3 separate regions of the Mus musculus genome follow, and all the other regions are linked to region 3. Evidence: chromatin contacts called from public ChIA-PET data. All regions are on one chromosome and are shown on one strand. Each heading gives the region's core, a stretch centred on a gene start, on an enhancer-like site or on the middle of the called end of the contact. The rest is flanking DNA. Distances are from core to core; before and after follow the strand shown. Region 1 overlaps Fnbp1 (formin binding protein 1). Region 2 overlaps Fnbp1 (formin binding protein 1). Region 3 overlaps Ncs1 (neuronal calcium sensor 1).

Region 1 (4,476 bases), core at 1,340-3,839, 140 kb before region 3:
TTTATGAGCTTATCTGTAATTGGGCTGATGGGAAAATCCTCAGGATGACAGAAACATAAGGCTACTGGAGCCTCTGCCAACCAGTGACAAAAAAATGAAGACAAATCATTTGGAAGAGAGATACCGACATCAATTTTCCAAAGCCTGTCACAAAGTATTGAACTATGATTTTTTTCTTTGATTGATACATTTCCTATTTTGTCTCCATAAAAAAATTGAAATCATCCTTCAGAAAATGGCACCAAGAAACGCCCACATATGGATTGTTTATCAATTGCATACAAGCTTTCACACTTAGGGAAAGAGAAAACAAAAAACAAAAAACCTTAAAAATCAATCAGGGTAGTTGGGCATATTGGATCATCATAAGTTTGAATTGAGCCTGGGCTGCGGTGAGTCCCTGTCATGAGAAAGAAAGAGACAGAGAGATGGGGGAAGGATGGGAGAGGGAGGGGAGGGGGAGAGGAGGGAATGGGGAGAGGGAGAGAGACAAAGACAGAGAAAGAGAGAGAAGGGGGAGAGGAAGAGAAGAAAGATAACTTAGAGGTTAAAAGTAATTGCAGCTCTTCCAAAGGACCTAAGTTCAGTTCCCAGCACCCACAGCTCACAACCATCTATAACCCCAGCTCCGTGTCCTCTTCTTCTCTTCTGGCTTCTCTGCACACTGGTACATATTCTCTCTCTCATATTTTTTTCTCATATTCTCTTTCTCTCTCTTTCTCTCTCACATACACACACACACACAACTTAAAAAAGAGAGAGAGGAAGAAAGGAGAGAAAGTTCAGGCTTAATATTGTCTAAAAGCCAAGAGTGTAGATAATTTAATTCCCTGTCAATCAAAATGTTCATGGATGTTGTAAGCACAAATTTTTTTTTTTACAATAAGTAACATAAGCTCTGTGTGTCTTAGCCATGGTCACTACTGCTGTGATGAGACACCATGACCAAAGTGAGCTGGGGAGTTAAGGATTTATTTGACTTATGCTTCCACTGCTCATCAATGAAGGCTCTCAGGACAGGAACTCAAGCAGGGCAGGAACCTGGAGGCAGGAGCTGCAGCCGAGGCCATCAAGCTTCCCCTACAGGCACTGATTAAGAAAACTCCCCACAGGGCTATCCACAGCCCAACCTTCTGCAGGCATCTATCTCCTCAACTGAGATTCCCTTCTCTCTGATGACTCTAGCCTGTGTCATGTTGACATAAAACTAGCCAGCACAGACTGTTTCAAGCCCGGCGTTGGAACTTCTTATGTAGACCAGGTTAGCCTCAGGTTCCCAGAGACCTCCCTGCCTCTGAAGTGCTGGGACTAAAGGCATGCACCACCACCAACCCTGACCTATCTAACCACTGAGCCTCCCCAGCCTTTGGAGTTTCCTCTTGTTCCTATACTTAATACTTCCTCATTTTCTATGGACTTTGTATTTCTTGTATTGTTTTGGGGAAGCTCTTATACCTTCAGGTAATTAAGTGTTACATTTTGAATAAATTCTTTTTATTTTTTGTAGGGACCTGAAAGATGGCTCAGCAGGTAACAGTTCTTTGTTTGTTTGTTTTGTTTTTGTTGTTGTTGTTTTTTCGAGGCAGGGTTTCTCTGTGTAGCCCTGGCTGTCCTGGAACTCACTCTGAAAACCAGGCTGACCTCGAACTCAGAAATCTGCCTGCCTCTGCCTCCCGAGTGCTCGGATTAAAGGCATGCGTCAAAGGTAACAGTTCTTGCTACCATGTCTAACAACCTGAGTCTGAATCCTGACTCCACACAGTAGGAGAGAACTGACTCCAGAAAATTGCCCTTTGACCTCAACATGTGTGATATAAACATATCCACCCCCCACATACAATTAAAATTTTTTTTCTTAAATTGTTTGATTTGAAATTTTAAGCCTGGTCTTACAGAGTGAGTTCTAGGACAGCCTGGGCTACACAGAGAAACCCTGTCTTGAAAACAACAACAACAACAACAAAAAAAAAAAAAAAAGAAGGAAATTTTATATATAATTGCTATAGACTGAATGTTATACGTGACCCAAATCCAATCCAAACTAAGAGGGGCCTTCATGATATGAATAGATTGATTGCTGCCCCAGTAACGGCAGCTTCCTTCTAACTTCTGCTAAGATCGGTTTAAATGATAAGGCAGTGCCTAGTGTCTGCCTGCCAGGAAGTGGTCCCACACCAGACACCATATGTCTGCGAGCCTCTGACCTTGGACCTTCAGTATCCAGAAGCGGGAGGGATAAATGGTTCTCATGAGCCACTGATTTTATGGCTTTAACAACAGCAGACCAAACTGGCTAAGACAGTTTTTGATGCATAGACTAAATGCTTGGTGACCTTCGGGGCAGGTCCTGGAAGGTCCCCATGCCATTTTACACTTCTGTATAAGAGCCAAAGCTTCCTCAGCAAACATCTCTTTGTGGTTACCTATGCATACCATATGGACTTGGTTCACAGCTCATTACTTTAAAGGCAACTAAGGAAGTCATGCAAAGCAAGATCTATTATGAAAATAACATCTGGGGACTGGAGATAGGACCCCGCGGAGAAGGCTGTGCTCCTGAGAAGACTCATGTTTGGACCTCCAGCACCCACACACAAGCCCAGTAGATAACTAACTATGGGAGGTGGAGAGCAGATCTCTGGGCCAAGCCAGCTAGCCAGACTAACATAACGAGCAAGCTTTGGGTTCAGTGAGAACCCCCACCTCAGTAAATAAAGCGGTGACTCAGAAGGACAGCAGATGTCAACCTCTGGATTCCACAGGCACACACATGCATACACGTGCTCCCCACCCAAGAGAACACTGGCACACACACTCTAAAAAAAAAAAAAAAATCTACCTTTGCCTGGCTGTAGCCTCATTTCCTCTTAGACAGTACCACATGCTAAAATAGCAGAGATATTTTGTTTCAGTTTAATATTTTTTACTAAAAGGAAAAAAGTTTTTTTATAAACAGGCCACTTAACATGAAATAGAGAGGCCAGATGTTTGTAGCCTGGCGACCTGAGTTTGATCCCTGGGTCCCACGTGGTGTTAGGAGACAACTGATTCCCACAAGTGTCCTCTGACCTCCACATGTGTGCTGTGGTGTAGACACACACACACACAATGAATTTAAAAAATGAAAACAGAAACCCACAGCCCAGGATTTCTTTTTCACCACCTTACCATCTTTTTACATGTCCAACCCACCGCCAAAAGCATCTCCCCTTTCATCAGGCCATCTTCCATGATGTGCTTCTGGCATGGCTTGTATAACCCCAGACGGGCCCCCTCCTTCTTACTGTGTGGGATTCACCACATCCTGTTACACAGGTCCAGAGGCACAAAGCCTGGGTATCCTCCAATCAATATTCGCTGAATGCATGCTCAAGTCAAAGGAACACCCCCCACCCCCACCCCACCCCCGTTACTGAACCGCTCTGGGCATCGGTCAGAGTCAGCTGTTCCCGTGCATGGCTCCCTATTCTGAGAAGCAGGATAATGAGTGGCAGATGCTCTGCAAGAAGACTGCAACTGTCATCAATGAAAGTCTGCTGCTCTTGAGAAGCTAGTAAACATCTAACTCATGGGGCGGGGGATGTGGCTCAGTCAGTGGAGCACTGGCCTAGCATGCACAAAGCCCTGGGTTCCATCCTCTGCACTGCATAATCCAGCTGTGGTGGTATTCCTAGCACTGGGAGGTGGAGAGAGAAGGGTCAGCACTTCAAAGTCATGGTCTCAGCGGTTAAAAGCACCCGAGGCCCTACCAGAGGTCCCAGGTCTGATTCCCAGCACCCAAGTGGCAGCTCTCAGCCATCAGCCATGGGTAACTCTAGTTCCAGGGAATTCGATGTGCTCTTCTGGCCTCCACAGGTACCAGGCAAGCACGTGTGGCAGACATAAATGTTCAAGGCTAGTTGGGAATACAGGAAACTATCCTTAGAATCCAGAGCATCTAGCTTATGAAGAAAGTTATCCACTGAGCTATCTCCTGGTCCTTGGACATGACAGTTGTGAATAGGGCAGATGATGGACAGACACTAGCTGCCTGGCAACACACCATCCTCCGAAGCACCGCCTCCTTTCTAATTTCATGTCTTCGTGGCTTTCTTTGAAGGTAGGCATCAAGAAGTTATTTCCATGCTGAAAATTCCTAAACACACACCTTTAGTCCCAGCAATCAAGAGGCAGAGGCAGGCAGATATTCGAGTTCAAGGCCAGCCAGGAGGAAACTGTCCACAAAACCAAATAAATCCTTGTGTAAAAGTTGACCAGAGCTGGGGAGATGGCTCAGTGGCTCCGAGTGCTTGCACAGCAAGCATGGGAACCGAGCTTGGAGCCCCATCACTGAGTGGAACGTGAAGCAGGGCCACTGCATGTGTCCCTGGTACCCCAACCCTGAGGTGTGTGGTAGGGGGTTAGGATGGCTGCTGGGCTTCCTGGCTGGCTGCTAGCCTTGCTGGAAAACAGCAAGCTCCAGGTTCACTGAGGCCC
Region 2 (4,485 bases), core at 988-3,487, 170 kb before region 3:
CCAAAGCTGTCCTCTGACCTCCAGTCACGTGCTTCCCCTGTGCACAGGTGTCCTGGGTCTTGACCCGAAGACATGTTAGTAGAGTCCCTCAAGGCAGAAGGAGAAACCAAATCCAGAGCTGTCCTCTGACCTCCAATTGAACACCGCAACACACATGCCCAATAAATAAAGTCCCTTTTTAAATAAAGTCCAGAATGACCCTGCGTTTGACCTGAGTTTCAGAGGGAAGAAAAAAGGGGGACCATGGTGGGAGGGGGTAAATATATCTTGAGTTTTAAGGTTAGTATTTCTATAAGATTCCAGAGTCCTGTTCAATGTGGCCTGGGGTCTGAGAGTTGAGAAGAACTAGCATGAAACATACACCGGAGAAGCCTCCTCCTTAGGTGGGTAGTTAGAGCCAGGAGAGACCAGCAAGGACGAAAGCGCTAGGAAAACAAACAAACAAACAAACAGCAACAGCAACAAACCCGTTACAGCTACACAGAGGAAACAGCATCTCTCTCACTCAGCATCTTAAAACTACCATTTCCCTTTAACATACTTCCAACAGACACATTAATGGGATCAGTAGACCTTGTCTGCATGGCCAAAGGCTGCAGGACCTGTGTTGGGTAAAGGCTCTGCCCTCTGGGTCTGATGAGATTTGCTGCCTGAAGCTGCCCAGCCAGGGAGGTTGCCAGCTTGGCTGAGTCCCTTGACCAAGGACACTGTAAACTCAGGGGTTCCCCCTTGACTTTGAGGACAAGGAGCAGGAGCAGCCCCCCTCCCCTGGCTTTCCTGGTAAACACCCTTCTGTGTGTATGTGCACCTGTGGAGATCAGAGGTCAAAGGCTAGTGGCTCCACCATCACTCTCCACATTATTATTATTAATGTATTTATTTATTTTGGAGCTCTCTTACTGAACCTAGAGCTCACTGGTTCTGCTAGACTGGTGGGCCGGTGACCTCCTGGAGTCTGCCCACCTCTGCTTCCCCTCACTGGGTTACAAGTGTGCATAACTACACTGGGGTTTTACGCGGGTGCTAGGAATTCAAACTCAGCTGGTGTTTATAAAGCAAACAGTTGGCCCACTGAGCCTCCTGGGCCCCTACATGCTCCTGTGGATAAACTTTCCCTTGTTAGCCACTTGCTTCCTGACTGTCACCGTAAGGAGGGATGGCAGAGTGATTAACAGGAAGTGCCAGGTCCCTAGCATCCTCCTCTGGGCTTCGGCAAAAACCTCCTTTCCTTGAGTCTCCGTACTCAGACCTATTAACTCAGCAGAGTCTGGGGACAACCAAGTGCTGGGGAAGCCTGGGGGAGGGGACAAGGCCAGCCTTTTGCCTGAACAATGATACTTTATAAAGGGACAAGTTCTTGTCTTTCCGGAGGTCACTGTTCCAAGGTCTTACGAAGTTCAACTTTGAACATCCTGTTTTTTTTGTTTTAAAGATTAAAGTTTCTTTTATATTGCTACTTTAATTGTATATGTCTAAGAGTTTTGGGTGCATGTATTTTGTGTCTCTTGAGCATGCCTGATACTGAGGAGGTCAGAAGAAGGCCTGGGGTCTCCAAGGCTGGAGTTATAAATAGCTGCAATCTTTCATAGGGGTGCTAGGAACCCATAAATCCAGGACCTCTGTAGATGTTCTTAACTGGGGAACCATCGCTCCAGCCCCAACCCTTCAGTTTTCGGTCTTTACTGCCTCAAAGATCTTGTCCCTGGAGCCATCTCTTTTTAATCTCCGAAGAGAAACAGGGCAGGGAAGAAGGGAAGACAGAGCCTCAGGCTTAGAGGAGCCAGGGGCAAGGCTAGGGGAGACCAGCTTGCTGATTACAGGGTGTGAAGAACCCTGCCGGGAGGATGGACCGGAAGCTGTGCACAGCTTGTAAGAAGGAAGGAGTGGAGGCCAGGAAGAAGGGGGAGGGATGTGGGGGGGGGGGGGGGAGAAAGGCAGTCAGGATGGAAATGAAAGCCCATCTCAAACCACACCCCCACTGGGGTCTTCTATCCACACACATATGGCACACCTTTAGTCCTAGGACTAGGAAGGTAGAAGCAGCTGGATTGCTGTGAGTTTCAAGGTTTCAAGCTAGCCTGGTCTAGACAGCAAGACCCTGTCTCAATAAATAAATAAATCTTAAAAAAAATCATATGTTGGGTGATTCTGAATAAAAACCCAGACAGGAAGTTCTCTGGCTGTCTGTTAGGTAAGTGTGTGGGAAGCGCTCACATTTGCTGTGCACCTTACATGGCTGTCTTCCATAAGGGCACCTCAGAGACTGCCCCTCATTACCAACACCCAAACACTGAGCTTGAGGGATACTCCTCCAGCCTTTCTTCTGCTGGGTGTGCCCTCCCCCTCCCCCATGGAGACGTGTGCACACACCCCCCCTCATCCCTCTGCGTATGACTGCCCTCAGGAAGAGGTCACCAGCTCCAGCTGGCTCCTTGGAGGGGAAACAGTGGTTTGAACAGTTAGAAAACTTAAACAAATAAAGCAGCTTTGCCAGATGCACTTGTTGTTTACGAACAAACAATGGCAGGGCGCTTCTTCCTGGGACAGTGAGGGAGTGTGTTGGAGAACCATGCCCTCACGGCTCAGAATAAAGGGGGATTGTTCCCAGGACAAAGATATAAGGGCTGCTTTGGGAGCCCAGGATGAAGTCACCAGCGCTCATCTCTCCTGTCAGAAAAGCGACAGGAAATGCCATCTCTGGGGAACCAGAGGGACGCTAGTTACTCTCCCTGTAATAGGAAGCTTTGGTTCTCTCTTTAAAACACAAGAATAGACTTTAAAAGAGAACAAGAAAAACAAAGAAAAGAAAAAAAAAGATAAATGGAAGAAAAAGAAAAGAGAAGCCAAGAGGAATCTGAGGTCAGCTACAAAGCACTTGTTTTCATTTTCATGTCAGGTTTGTTTTTTTAAAAGACAGGGCAGGGCCTTTCTGTAAGCCCAGGCTGGCCTGGAACTCAGAGACATCCCCCTGCCTGAGTGCTGGGAGTAGCGGTGTGCGTGCGCTAACGCACCTGGCTCTCAGTTCTGTTCTGAGTTGTACTTGAGTCTCTACAGAAGAAACTTCCTTCAGAGAATTGGCTGGCGCTCTAGATGCTCTAGAGAAGGCGCTTGCTGAGTGTGCCACAGTAATGCTAGCTAGCACCAGGGAGGCAGGCATAGGAGGAAACCCAGGCCAACCAGCCTGACCAAATTGTCAAGCTCCAAATTCAGTGAGGGATCCCGTCTCGGGAAATCAGGTGATGAACGAAGGTGCCCAGCACTGACCTAGGCCACCACAGGTACAGGAACAGGAGAGAAGGGGGTGGGGGGATGAAAAGCCTGAATTTGGCAGTGCTTCCCAGCACTCGGGAGGCAGAGGCAACTGGATCTCTGAGTTTGAGGCTAGCCTGGTCTACAGAGCAAGGTGGATAGCCAGGGCTACATAGCAAAACCTTGTTTCAGGGGAGAAAAAGATGGACCCTGCATCATGAGGCTGAAATCCTGACACTTGGGGGTGGGGTGAGATAAGGTGGGCAGGGCAGGGGCTGAGGCAGGAGATTGCTAAATTATAGGCCAACTTGGCCACCTACAAAGAAAGTTCCAGGCCAATTAACGGTTCATACAAAGACAGTCTCAAAACAACCTCGAACTGCAGCAGAAAACGAACGAAAGGGCATCTGGAAGCTACGGAAAAGGGAGCATCAGCTTCAAGGGACACAGAGATGACAGTTCTTTCAGTGACTACTGTCCTGCAGGTGACACGTGCTTACCGCTCGCCCTGCAAGCGGCCAACTCATCCAACCCCAGATGGTTAATTAAGAAAGCAAAACGGAGCTGTTGTGGAAATAGCCGCTTCAAACACCAAGCAGGAAAAGTAAAGGAGCGAGCACACGTTGCATCGCGCGCAGTCACCCCTCTGGAATTTTAAACACAGCTCAGTTTCCACAGATGGAAACAAAGGACACAGAGACTTTAAAAGGACAAAGACAGAAGGAGCCCCCAGACAGCAAGTGTGGCAGGGGCTGTCTTGTGAGCTGGGACGCCATCACCCCCAACCCTGACTCCAGGTCCCTTGGTACAGTCTAGCTGGCCTTGAACCCTCCACCCCTGAGCCCCACTAGGGCTGGACGGGCAAGTACGCGCAATGAACCTTAAACTTCTTGGTCCATGTGATGGAAATGGCTCAGTGGGCACCTTACAAATGGGGCGAGCCAGTGCATGCTGACCACCCTGGCTTCTGGGCTATACAGCCAGGAGGACCAGATGTATCTTTAGCTACACAGCAACTTCACAGCCAGCCTGGCCTGTAAAAGACCCTGTCTCAAAACAAACCAATCAACCACCAGGTGAATGCTGAGGATTGTGAACGCTTCAAGTGCCACCAAGGGCAATAGTGATTGTTTCCTCTACAACTTCCTAGTTAGTTCCTGCTGAAGAGTCAAGCCCAGTGCCCACCCGGTGATTGGTGAGGCAGCTTCTCCAGCAGCAGAGACACGTGCGTGCGCC
Region 3 (3,944 bases), core at 210-2,709:
AGCTCTATGTCCTGCCTGCCTGCCTGCCTGTCTCCTCAGCTGCAGTCGAAAGCTTTGCCACACCTGGATTTTACACAGGTGTGGCTGTCAGATCCTATAGCAGACACTATAGTGGCTGAGCTGTCTCCCCAGACCCCTGTTCCTGCTCTGATGGTAGGCTGGGGCTGGGGATGAGATGTGCAAGGGTGACGTGGCACCCAGCGTGCCCTAGACTGCTGTGCCCCTGCCTGATGTTTGACACAGCTTGGCTGCCGTACGATGTGTCTTTGGATAAAGGAGGAGACCCAGTCCTTATGGATTTGATGTGGATTCAGGAACAAGGTGATATATAGAGTCGCTGTAATGGAGAGTCCTTGAGGCTTCGACCATATCTTGTGGCTTTTGGTCTATGTGCAGCAGAGTTGTTAAGGGATGGGTAGGCGAAAGTGGCTTCCATTGTTCCCACTTCCAGACCCTTCTTCCTGGGCCCTTTCCTTTGAGCTCACTTGCTTGGCCTGGTCTGCACTGTTACCTAGCAGTCCCTGGGAACTGCTAGGGTCCAGCCAGGGCCTTGTGTCTGGCTGTCCCTCTTAGAAGGTCTCTGCCTTCCTGCCTCTCCTTTTGGTGTGATGTTATATAGATCAACTCTGGGGAGATCAATTATTCTGCTTGGGGAAGCTCTTCTGGCCCGAGGAGCACAGGTTGGGGGCCTGGGAAAGGCTGCAGGGCTGGCTCCAGCATGCCTGGCTTTCCAAGGTGGCCGGGAAACTGGTAGACTCAGAGCCCCTGTGCCCTGGATTCCGGGAGTGAAGGAATGTGGCTCTCAAGAATGTTTAACCCGGGCAGAAATAGCACACTTGCCTCTCCTTATTTTGGGCTCCAGTTCTCAGCATAGGGTGCTGATCTCTCACCCTAGTCTGGGGCCACAGCTGTCCGCGTCCCCCACAGCTGCCCGGGTCCCCCACAGCTCTGGCCTTTTGGGGACAAACAGTGGCCTCTTTTTCCAGCTTTATTATTATTATTTTAACCAAGAAGTTGCCGTGGGAACCAGAAAGCGGTTCTGACTTGGAAGTACACACAGGCCCTGTAATTACTTCCTTGGCCCCTCAGCCTCCTCTGAGCATCTCAGGGAGGGAGGGGCATGGAGTCCTGAGGCCTGTCTGCTGTCGTCTGCCTCGGGGAACTGCAGCTCAGGGACTTCCTGCCCCCAAGGCTAGCTTCAAATCCTCCCGACTCCCTTCTGGCATGTCAGCTTGCCCCCCAACATACACACTAGCCCGGGAGCTATCTGTAAAATGGGCAAAGTGAGGGAACCTGCCCAGAGGGTTAGACAGAGCAAGCAAAGCAAGTGTGAGAAACACTGGCGAGGGGCCTGCCTCTCTCTCTCTTACTGCTTCACACATCCGTGGAGAGAGCCACACCCCTTGCAGGCTCGCTACAGCGTGGGTGGCTGAACTCTGAACTCCGGATGCTCAGAGAAGGCTGACTACACGCCACCCAGAGGCGGCTCCCTGCCAGTGTCTCTTGGATGCGGTAGAGGCAATGTGTATAACCCTCTTCCCCCCCTACACACTCAGCTGTGGGCTGTGAGGCTGAAGCTGGGGCTCTCTGCAGGGCTCCCTGCTCTGGTCTGCTCCCCAGCCTCACCCCCATCCCTACTCCCCACTGGCACCCCAAACACATTTGTCAAGATGAATAGGAAAGCCAGGACAGAAGTAAATAGCTAATGGATGCTCCAGGCTTCTTCTAACCCATCCTGAGCCTGCTTCTCTACCTGGCATTAAACTTGATCCCTTTTTCTAGGACTCCTGAGTCGGGGGTCTTCTGTCAATTTCTGTGGCTTGCAGGGGGGACAGGTTGGGTCTGAGGTGGCAGCCCTCATCCCTCCTTCCTGCCCTCCCGCACCTGCCTCTTGGTAGGAACCAAAGCTTCCCTTCAGAGCAGGAGACGGGGCTATTTTTGGCACTGTGGGGGGAGGCGAATGCTTTCCTTCTGTTCAAAAATACATGGTGTGCACTGTGCAAACAGGGAGCTGGGCTGCTCGAAGCCTGCGCTCCTGGGCACTGGGCCTCTTGCCATGGTCCCTGAACCCTCTGGAGCTCTGTAGTCTACACATCCAACCAGGCAGGGTGACCATTGTCTTCACACTGCTTGTCATGGGGCCCTTGCTGGGCTCAAGAGGAACATGATCTTAATTATAAGTAGCAGCAGCCATCACAATATAGAGGCTCCTGCTTTAGGGGCTCTGGCTGGGATGCCTGTCTCCCTGGACTGGAGAAGCTGAGGGCAGCTCTGACAGTGCCCTAGGGCATTCTGGGAAGGATGCCCTGCAGCTTTGGGAGAGAAACAGAGAGTCCAGGGGAGCCCCAACTGGCTAAAGGGTTCCTCTGGCTGCCCCTTTAGTTCTCATTTCCTGGTTGAGAAAGTGGTTTTAGGCTACCTGCCTCAGTTTACCCTGTGGTACTGACACAAGGGAACATGGACTGTTGGTTCTCTGGCTTATACGGCATCCATAATGTGGTGGAGAAACAGAAGTGAGGCCAGTTTAAATGTCAAGACAAGCTGTTGGTACAATGGGGGACGTATGTATGCAGCATAGGCACCTGTGGGAGGGCTTAAGTGGCATGTCAGCTTAGCATCTTGTGTACTCCTTCCCTGATGGAGGCAGGAGGAGGTCAGGGTAGAGGAGATTTGGGCCAGCAGCTTCGCCTGATACCAGTGTCAGGACAGGGTTACTCTCAGGACCTGTGTCCTGGACGTGGTCTAGGAGGAAGATGATGCTGGTGACAGCAGTCCTGTGCTGGGCCCACCAAGCATGCTAAGCTGGACAGGAAAGGAGGAGAGCTGCCAGGTTAGAGATAGGCCTAGCTATGAGTGCACACATGCATCAATACATGCATTCATGTATATGTGTGTGTGTGTGTGTGTGTGTGTGTGTGTGTGTGCGAGTGTGTGCGCTCACACGTGCATGCATACACATATGGAAGACATAGACACAGGCTGGGTGTTTTCTCAACTGCTTTCTACCTGATTTCTTGAACAGATCTGTCACTGAGCCTGGAGCTCACCATTGGCTAGACTGGCCAAGGGTCCCTGCCTCTTCTCCCCCCTCCCACCCACCACACTCTGTCCTGGGATGCTGGGGATCTCAACTCAGTCCCTCATCATTTCAGAGCAGACATTTTACCCATTGGGCCATCTCCCCAGCCCCCTTTCCTCTGTCCTTCCTTCCCTTCTCCCCTCTCTCCTTCCTTCTTTTCTTGACAGCATCTCATGTAGCCCAGGTTGGCTTCAAACTCCCTGTGTAGCTGAGGATAGCCTTGAACCTCATGCCTCCACCTTCAGCAGTGGCACTACCACTCCTGGTCTGTGAGGCGCTGGGACCTATTCTAGGACCTTGTGCGCACTGGGCAAGCGCACGCTAGCTTCCTAAGCTTCAGGTTCACGTCCACGAAGGACAGGAGGCATCTGTTCCAGTAGGTGCCTGCCGAGATTGGTGTGCAGTGGCTAACCCCCTGAAGTCCGTGTCCTCTCCCAGCCCCCACAGAGAAGCGGCTTGGGAAACAGGCCGTAAGTGGCTGGGAATACTCTATAGACCTAGAAGATGAAGGCAGCAGCGAGTGCAGTGGTCAAGGTCACAGCCTGACTTGGTGCTGCAAGCTTCTATCTGCCCATCTGCACCTGTCACTTTGACGGGTGACTGACAGCAGCCACCCTCCTGCCCAGCCAGTTTGGGGTCCTCCAGTACCTCGGAACCACTAGCTCAGCGGTGAGTCACTGGGGTGCCTCCTCCTTGGAGATCAGGGCCACGCCCCTACCCTGGCTCTTAAAGGGCCAGCTCCAGAAGCAGCACTAGAGCATATTTGCTTAGAGCTGTTATGTATTTCAGTCCTCCTGGCCTGACGCCCGGGAATTCATGGCCAGAACTTTCCAGGGTCTCTGCTGGAGCTAGACCTCAGCGTCTG

The links. ChIA-PET counts read pairs in DNA pulled down with a chosen protein or histone mark.
Region 1: an RNA polymerase II ChIA-PET map of memory CD8 T cells shows a contact between it and region 3, with 21 read pairs. The contact joins two enhancer-like sites. A contact is called at or near these places in 1 of 115 datasets of contacts at active chromatin or transcription factors (memory CD8 T cells) and 2 of 9 other capture datasets (adipose tissue and pancreatic islet).
Region 2: an RNA polymerase II ChIA-PET map of memory CD8 T cells shows a contact between it and region 3, with 21 read pairs. The contact joins two enhancer-like sites. A contact is called at or near these places in 3 of 115 datasets of contacts at active chromatin or transcription factors (embryonic stem cells and memory CD8 T cells) and 1 of 9 other capture datasets (adipose tissue).

The regions. Positions count from the first base shown.
Region 1 is chr2:31,113,057-31,117,532 of GRCm38.p6, forward strand. The region is part of intron 1 of Fnbp1 (formin binding protein 1); the gene reads right to left. Among named protein-coding and RNA genes, the nearest start is that of Fnbp1, 27 kb to the right of the region's middle. Within about 2 kb of position 2,590, at least 99 of the 459 cell types and tissues checked have an H3K27ac peak or open chromatin away from gene starts, as enhancers often do. A contact at or near this core is called in memory CD8 T cells, where this site is marked.
Region 2 is chr2:31,086,029-31,090,513 of GRCm38.p6, forward strand. All of the region lies in intron 4 of Fnbp1 (formin binding protein 1), which reads right to left. Among named protein-coding and RNA genes, the nearest start is that of Fnbp1, 54 kb to the right of the region's middle. Within about 2 kb of position 2,238, at least 138 of the 459 cell types and tissues checked have an H3K27ac peak or open chromatin away from gene starts, as enhancers often do. A contact at or near this core is called in adipose tissue and memory CD8 T cells, where this site is marked.
Region 3 is chr2:31,255,317-31,259,260 of GRCm38.p6, forward strand. The region is part of intron 1 of Ncs1 (neuronal calcium sensor 1); the gene reads left to right. Among named protein-coding and RNA genes, the nearest start is that of Ncs1, 11 kb to the left of the region's middle. Within about 2 kb of position 1,460, at least 241 of the 459 cell types and tissues checked have an H3K27ac peak or open chromatin away from gene starts, as enhancers often do. A contact at or near this core is called in adipose tissue and memory CD8 T cells, where this site is marked.